Linked DNA regions of Columba livia: region 1 is linked to region 2. The links are chromatin contacts, called in public Hi-C maps. All regions are on one chromosome and are shown on one strand. The core of a region is the stretch at or near the end of the contact, and the rest is flanking DNA. Distances in the headings are between cores, read along the strand shown. Region 1 holds the start of ZC3H15 (zinc finger CCCH-type containing 15). Region 2 has its middle 16 kb from the start of NEUROD1.

The links. A called contact is a pair of places that touch in the nucleus more often than the background predicts.
Region 1: a Hi-C map of crop shows a contact between it and region 2, with 3 times the contacts expected there. The contact joins the promoter of ZC3H15 here to the enhancer-like site in region 2. A contact is called at or near these places in 2 of 2 Hi-C or Micro-C datasets (crop and liver).

What each region holds. Positions count from the first base shown.
Region 1 is chr7:26,132,782-26,136,454 of bColLiv1.pat.W.v2, reverse strand. It overlaps ZC3H15 (zinc finger CCCH-type containing 15), which reads right to left and starts at 1,912. Exons shown (of 10, transcript XM_065068925.1): 1 at 1,677-1,912. The coding sequence starts at 1,754.
Region 2 is chr7:25,746,865-25,750,241 of bColLiv1.pat.W.v2, reverse strand. No RefSeq gene overlaps it. Among named protein-coding and RNA genes, the nearest start is that of NEUROD1, 16 kb to the right of the region's middle. Within about 2 kb of position 1,606, at least 1 of the 3 cell types and tissues checked has an H3K27ac peak away from gene starts, as active enhancers do.

The DNA.
Region 1 (3,673 bases), core at 663-3,162, 390 kb before region 2:
GACACTAGTATTTTTTTCCTTCCAGCAACAACAGATATTCATCCAGTGATAATACCTCAATTCAAACATACTTTTAGAAACCTTAAAAATCCAGAAGTATATTCTAAAAGAATGACAGAATAAACAGTTCCAAGTTTCCAGAGTTACTCTGTTTTCATTTACAATATATCCCCTCTCAACAGCAGCTGGTCCTCTGTTACTTCATGCTAATTTGAAGAGTCTGCAAGTTGTCAAAATAACTAGTCAGGAAAGAAAATACATAGTTCACACACGTGATTTCCGTAACAACTGCCAGATGGAATATATATTCCCATGTATGTGAATTATGTAACAGATCGTTGTCAATAATCAATGCACATTTTTCCCCCCTTTCAGCTGTTTTTTAGTTTGGTTTTGTTGGGTTTTTTAATAATTAAAAACCAGAATTATCCTATGTAGCTAGATTCAACAAGAACATCAGAAACACTGAAGCCAACAGAGAGTGAGAACAACGACTGCAATCTAACATTCCCAAATAATGTAGAAATAATATTTTAGAGTGCTAGATCAAAAAGAACATTTGCATTACATGAATATTCTGCCTGAACAGCTGAGCTGCTTCTATCTTCCATGCCAATAGATATAGGCAAACATTTCATTTTCTTATAACTGCTCTCTCCTTGTACATTCAACACCACTTTCTTTTGTATAGCAGAAGATTTGCATGACCATCCTAATAATTACCACACACATACACCTCTAACAGCTTCTTTAAAATCTGTTTTACCACGGAATTGAGCATCAGTTAAGATCACTGAACGGTTTGGCTTGGAAGAGACCTTAAAGATCATTTAGTTCCAACCCAAACCACGGGCAGGGACAGTTTCCACCAGCCTGGCCTTCGACACTCCCAGGGATGGGGCATCCACAGCTGCTCTGGGCATCCTGCTCCAGTGCCTCACCACCCTCATGGGGAAGAACTCCTTCCTTATATCTAAAGAGAATGAGATATTACTGATTAACGTTCAAATTATTTCATATTCAACCTCAGCGAAAGACTTACTAAATTGTTACTCCAGGAAGTGGCTCCTGAGCCACACAGATGCAACTGTATCACAAAGACCCAAAACAAACTACACACAGGTTTTAAACTGAGTGAGAAATGCAAAGCTACAGCTCGAAAAGCCAGGCTCAGAAAATACAGGAACACACAGAACAAATATCTGGAGAAGGGAAAGGAAGAGCTCTCTGGTCAAATCACCTTCAGCCCAAAACTAGCTCTGCCCAGAAGTCGTTCCGGCTGAAACCCCGATCCCCAGTCCAAGAAGGGCAGCGGCCACCAGCACAACTGACAGGAACATGGGCAGTGACCCCACAGCTCCGCAGCCGCCGACGGAACCTGCAACCGCCGGCGCGGTGCTGCTGGGCTGGGCTGCGGCCCCGCAAACACCGGCTTCGGGCTTCACGACCATCGCCGCGGCCGCTCCGGCCGGAGAGGCAGCCCGCGGGGGTCTGGGGAGCCCGGCAGCAGCGCTCATACTCGCAGCCGGGGCACGGCACAGGGAGGCACAGGAACTGCGCTGCCGCGTCCCGGTGGACCCGCGGAAAGCGCCAGGCCCCGGGAGCGGCCGGAGAGCGGCCCGCTCGGTGTCGGCGGCAGCGGCCGCCTGGGCCCAGCGCGGCCCTGCTCGCCTCACCTCGATGATTTTCTCCTTCTTCTTCTGGTCCGCCTTCTTGCTGCCCCCCGCCGGCTGCTGCTGCTTCTTGGGGGGCATGGCGGGGAGCGCAGCGGCCTCAGCTCTCGCTCGGGGTCTCTCGGGGCCGGGGCCGCCGCGGGGCCGCAACTGATCCGGCGGCCGCGGGGCACGCTGGGAAGGCAACGCGGGCAGGGCGCGAGGGCCCAATAATCTCCCGGCAGGCAGCGCGTGGCGGAGCGACAGCCGGGCGCTCCGCCCAACGTCACAGAGGGGCGGGGAACCCCGGAGTGGGCTCCGCCCCCCGGGCCGAACGCGGGGCTGGGGCGTGCGGAGGCGCCGTCCTCGCTGAGATGTGTTATAGATTGTAAAAGCCGACTTTGTGGTCTGACTGTGTTCAACCTGTCATTTTAGTAGTTCATGTCCTTCATCCTTGCAAGTTGACATGATGAATTTTGTATTTTGATCACTGGTCCAGCTAAGAAATAATTAAGCCAGTTCTGGGAATCAATCAAAGGAAAACCACAAAGCTTAAAACTTGCTAGGGCCCAATTCTGTACTGACATATAGGGAGCTGCCCTAAATTTTGGTGAAGGTTCCTTTTTAGGAAAGGCTGCAGATCCTCTTGTACCCGACTGGCTTTTTAGATAAACAAGAGCAGAACCTCTTGCCAGTGAGATCTGGTAGATTGAGACTTGAATGTCTGAAAAATGCTATTGCCAATAAATCACCATGTACTACCATAAATATTGGGGAGGATAAAAGTGTGCAAAATGACCCAAGATATATTGTAGTAATCAGTCATATCCAGAACCTTTAGTGTGGAGCAGGCAAATCCATCTTTGTTGAGATTGTACTTCTTTATGACACATGTAATTAAAAGATTCATTCTTCTAAGACTGAAGAACAGTATTTTATTTCTAGTTTCTGGGAATTTATGCAACTTTGTTCTAGTTTGCATTAAGCATTAGATTTTGAACTAGCTTAGGCTAGACTTGTGAGTAAATACAAGTCAGTACTATCTACAATATTCAATTAAAAAAAAAAAATAAATAGCAATAGAAATACCAGGCTTAACATGACTCAAGCTTCTGGATTTTTTTCTGTTTTCTTTACCTTAAAAATTAAGATCACTACTCTAGTTCTTATTAACTACTTTATGAATAGTTTAATGAATGACAAGGGAATGATTAACTTAGAGGTGTTTATGGGTCATCAAAGAGCCCATTGTACTTTACTGACTATTCTGTTTCACTATGTTATGTGTGCATCTTTCACTATTAAAGAAATGAACCAAATTCAATACATTGTACTGTTTTTTTCCACAAAAGTATAGATCTAGCCATGTATTTCTGCTGAGTGGGAAAGGTGAATATGAACTTAAAGCACAGCCAAAGAGCTGCAGTTTGCACCCAAATGGGCACAAGCAGCAGCTTCCAATTCCTTCCTTCTCTGTCAGAAACCAGCTTTACAGTTGGGACTCCCACTCACCTGAGTATTTGTTCTGTATTTGAATAATCCCCTCCCCCCCCCAACAAGGACACTCATTTAGTTATCTCCATCTCCTCAGCCACCTGTTTTCACATTTGTGCTAAACCCCAAATTTTAAGCTTCTATTCCTCTGAGAGACTTTATTGAAAAATACGTAAGTTTCAAAGCTGTCAGAAAGAGCCTGACAAAGATAACACAGATTTTAAGAGTCCCTCACTAACACAGCCTCAACAGGACCAGCAACCTGTTTAAGCCACCCCACCACATCCTTCCTCAAGCCCCACCAGACCCCAGTGGAGGGTTTTATAAGATAAAACCAAACTTCACTGGTTAAGTCAGCTGGAGATGTTTTGGCTGATAATGAGAGCCACCTGGAAAACATGATCCTGAGGGAAAGGCAGGAGATATATAGCTTTCTTAGGGGACTAGGAAGGGCTCTGTAATCCCTGCTAGAAATTTAGTAGGAGCTGAGTACTGTGGTGATCTTCTGCATGTTAATTTAGGTATTG
Region 2 (3,377 bases), core at 357-2,856:
TTTACTTACTTCACTTCCCAGAAGAGACAGGGTTGCTCTCTAATTTCCAGGGAAAATCACATGTAATACAATCCTTTGGTAAAAAGGACAGACCTCAGCATGCAAAGGAAAACAAACTTTATTCCACAGGCAAAGGTTAAACTCAAATTCTTCTATTAGAAAACATATCCAATCTTCAGATATTAATAGAAAGAGAGAATAACAGCTACAATAAAAATAAACCAAGAAAATAAATCAAACAAACAAAACCCCTAAGAAATATGTGTTTCTTCTGGGGGAAAAAAAAAAAAATCTGTTGAAATAATGAAGGAAAATTCCAGCCTTTTCTTCCTTAAAAAAAAATTAAAGAGCTTAAGTGGTATATGTTCTGATTTCTCCCATTTACAATCTGATGATGATCGTCTCTTTTTTTTCCTGCTGCTACATAATTCCCCCTGTCTGTCCCAGCTCCAAAGTCCACACATATAAAATCAGCCTTTGTGAAGCAGCAGGATGTGACAAGCAGCTCACTTATATCCACCAAGACCAAAGAAATATGAAGTTTGCATGTTAAAAAGCGTTTAAACATGTGTCCAAAACCAAAATTGATCCTACCATATGTTTTGAGGCTTTCGCCACATGGTACCACCAAGTAAGAACACATTTTCCTGACTAGGAAGGCAATTTTTCCACACCAGCTTAGTGCCTCTGTTGTTTTGGCAGGAGCACACTCATTGTGCTTCTTCACCTTCTTCAGTGTGTGCGTGTTCACTGCATTTTGTCAGCTAGAGCCTTGTTTTCCAGAGCCTGTAACCCGACCGCTTCCCAGGAAGCCCGTAATAGCAATCATGCTCTTGCTCATGCTTTTCATGTGTAAACCACAACATCTTTAGGTCTTTAATACTAATTAAGAAACCAAATAATAAATTAGATTTAAAGGGAAATCTTTTGGGAGGAAATAACAGATTCAATTTAATTACAATGACACATCTTGATTATTTTTTGTATTAGTACAAAGAATCTGCACTTAAACAAGTAATCTTTGTCCTAATAATTAAGATCATTTGTCCCTACAGGTTATTTCCTGCCGGGAACTGAGGCTGTTGCTGTGCAAAGGTGGAAGGAGGGCTGAGCTAGCCAGAGTGGGAGCAGAGAAACAGCTTCTCATCACAGCATCACCCATCCCGTGCAGGAACACATCTCCTTTGCAACAGCAAAACCTTGCCGCTGGTCACTCCGTGATCACCCGCAGTGCCTGCTTTAATGCTACCAGCATCTGTAAGGGCTCCCTGGGGGGAAAGACAGTGGGCATGCCAAATATCTGGGGTGTTGGGATAAAAACCTGAAGACTCTCAGAGCAAAGCAGCAGACCCAGATGTCGGCAAAGTTCCTCTTGTGTCCTACTGTTCCTCCAGCACCTCTGAACTTACAGATGAGCCTCACAGAAATGCTGGGAAAAGCCAAAAGCTCTGTTCCACTGCCCGCTGGCAGATCTGACCATTTCTTGCCTGTGAGACTGGAACAGTGGAACTGTGCGTGTTTCATCTCTCATCTTTACTCAGGCAAAGATCCCATGTGGGAGACGTGTATGAAAAAACACATAAAAACATTTGAGGTATTCCCATAAAGCCCACACTGGTATTCAAGAAGAGACCAGGCAGACCTCCAGCTATCCTGGCTCCTGCATGAAGAGGATGGACTCGACGACCTCTTGAGATTCCTTTCAGAACTTACCCTCTGTGCCTATGTTTATAATTACTGGACCATGCCCATATTTGCACTGTTTCACTAGAATGATGCGTACACATTTTGTAAGGAAATGTGCAGCACGAAGGCATTATTATTATTACTACTACTATTATACTAGTTATTATTATTAACTTAAGAACTGCTGAAAAATGGATCACGGTCCATCAGGAATTGAATAATGGGGTATTTTTTAGTCAGGGACTTTGATGGCCCAAACAGTATCTGCAAATGAAGGAGAAGAACAAAACAGTGACAGCAGAGAAACAGCTGCAGAAAATATAAACCTATTAGCTGCAGCACCACCGTGTGTCAGCCCTGAAAATACCACATAGTAGGAAAACACCAAATTTATACGGGAACTGCAAGAGTAAACATTAAATATATATATATATACACATATATATATATATTGGGCAACTAAATAAGAACAGTTTAATTTTAAAACTTTTTAAAATCTGTGTCATGACTTGAACATGTTATCCTTCTTCCAAGTATCAAGACATGTTACGTTATGTCAAGGTAATACTAGCACTTCCAGAAAATAAAATAAATTTCCAATCAATAAGGGAATACTTTAAATAGGAATTTAGATTTAAAACTTCTCAACATTTTGAATGGGTTCGTATTTGCTAACTAATATGCACAAGTGTGACGGATGCACTCGAACCCCCTGCCCAGACAAACCAGCAGCAGTTTGGTCCAGGCTACAGAGGAGGTAAAGGACTGAGCCTCACCCAGGCCAAGAGCTCCTTTCAGTAGACCCACAGGGAAGCAGAACAGCACACTGAACACCGGTGGCTTGTGGGTGCAGGGAGTCTCGTGCAGACCTTTCCCACTGTATGCAATTTGGCTACAAGTCAACCACTTCATTCTACAAATATGACAGCCTAGATGAGCCCTGGATGAGTTCTCCCTGCTAAATAAGTGAGCTGTGTGGCAATGGTTTTACTACTCACAGGTCAGTGGATGAGCCCAATTCAAGTTCAATATTAGTCATTTAACTTAAGTAGATGCATACTGAATGTAATTGATTATTTAGAGATATAAGGCTGTATGATTTTAACATACTCTTTGATTCATGTTACTTGGTAGACTAGATTTGCTAAAATTTTAAGCTTGTATTTACCAAAAGCAACTGCACACTACACTAAATGCCTGCAATATAAAGTCTAGCAGGCATTTTGCTGGGAAAAATGGAACTGACTGGGAAAACAATGACCAAAGGCTAATGCAGAGACATTACAGACATTTGCAAAATGAGGCCTATTTTGCACTTCAGTGAGAAGAAAGGATTTATCCAGACAAAATGGCACCTTCAAGGATAGAGACCAAAACCGATGTCTACAATTGAGCAAAACAAAGGCCCATGTGGAGTCAGAGAAAAAGGGTCCAATGGGGACCAAAGGACCTGGTGGTGAAATATTGCTATTGGAGTGGATCTTGGTGTGGATGGTCTGTAAAGACACAAAAGTTTGTAGTTTTCTATGCTTGGGTGGACCTCTGCACAGGTACCCAGCTTGAGCCAGCCCCTCTGCTATTCTACTCCATTAAATTTGTTATTTTCCTAAGAATTTTGTCTCCTAAAAGTCTGCTCTGCATACGGTTATCAGGCACCTGAAAGTTTGATGCTGGAGTTCTAAAATATAGAT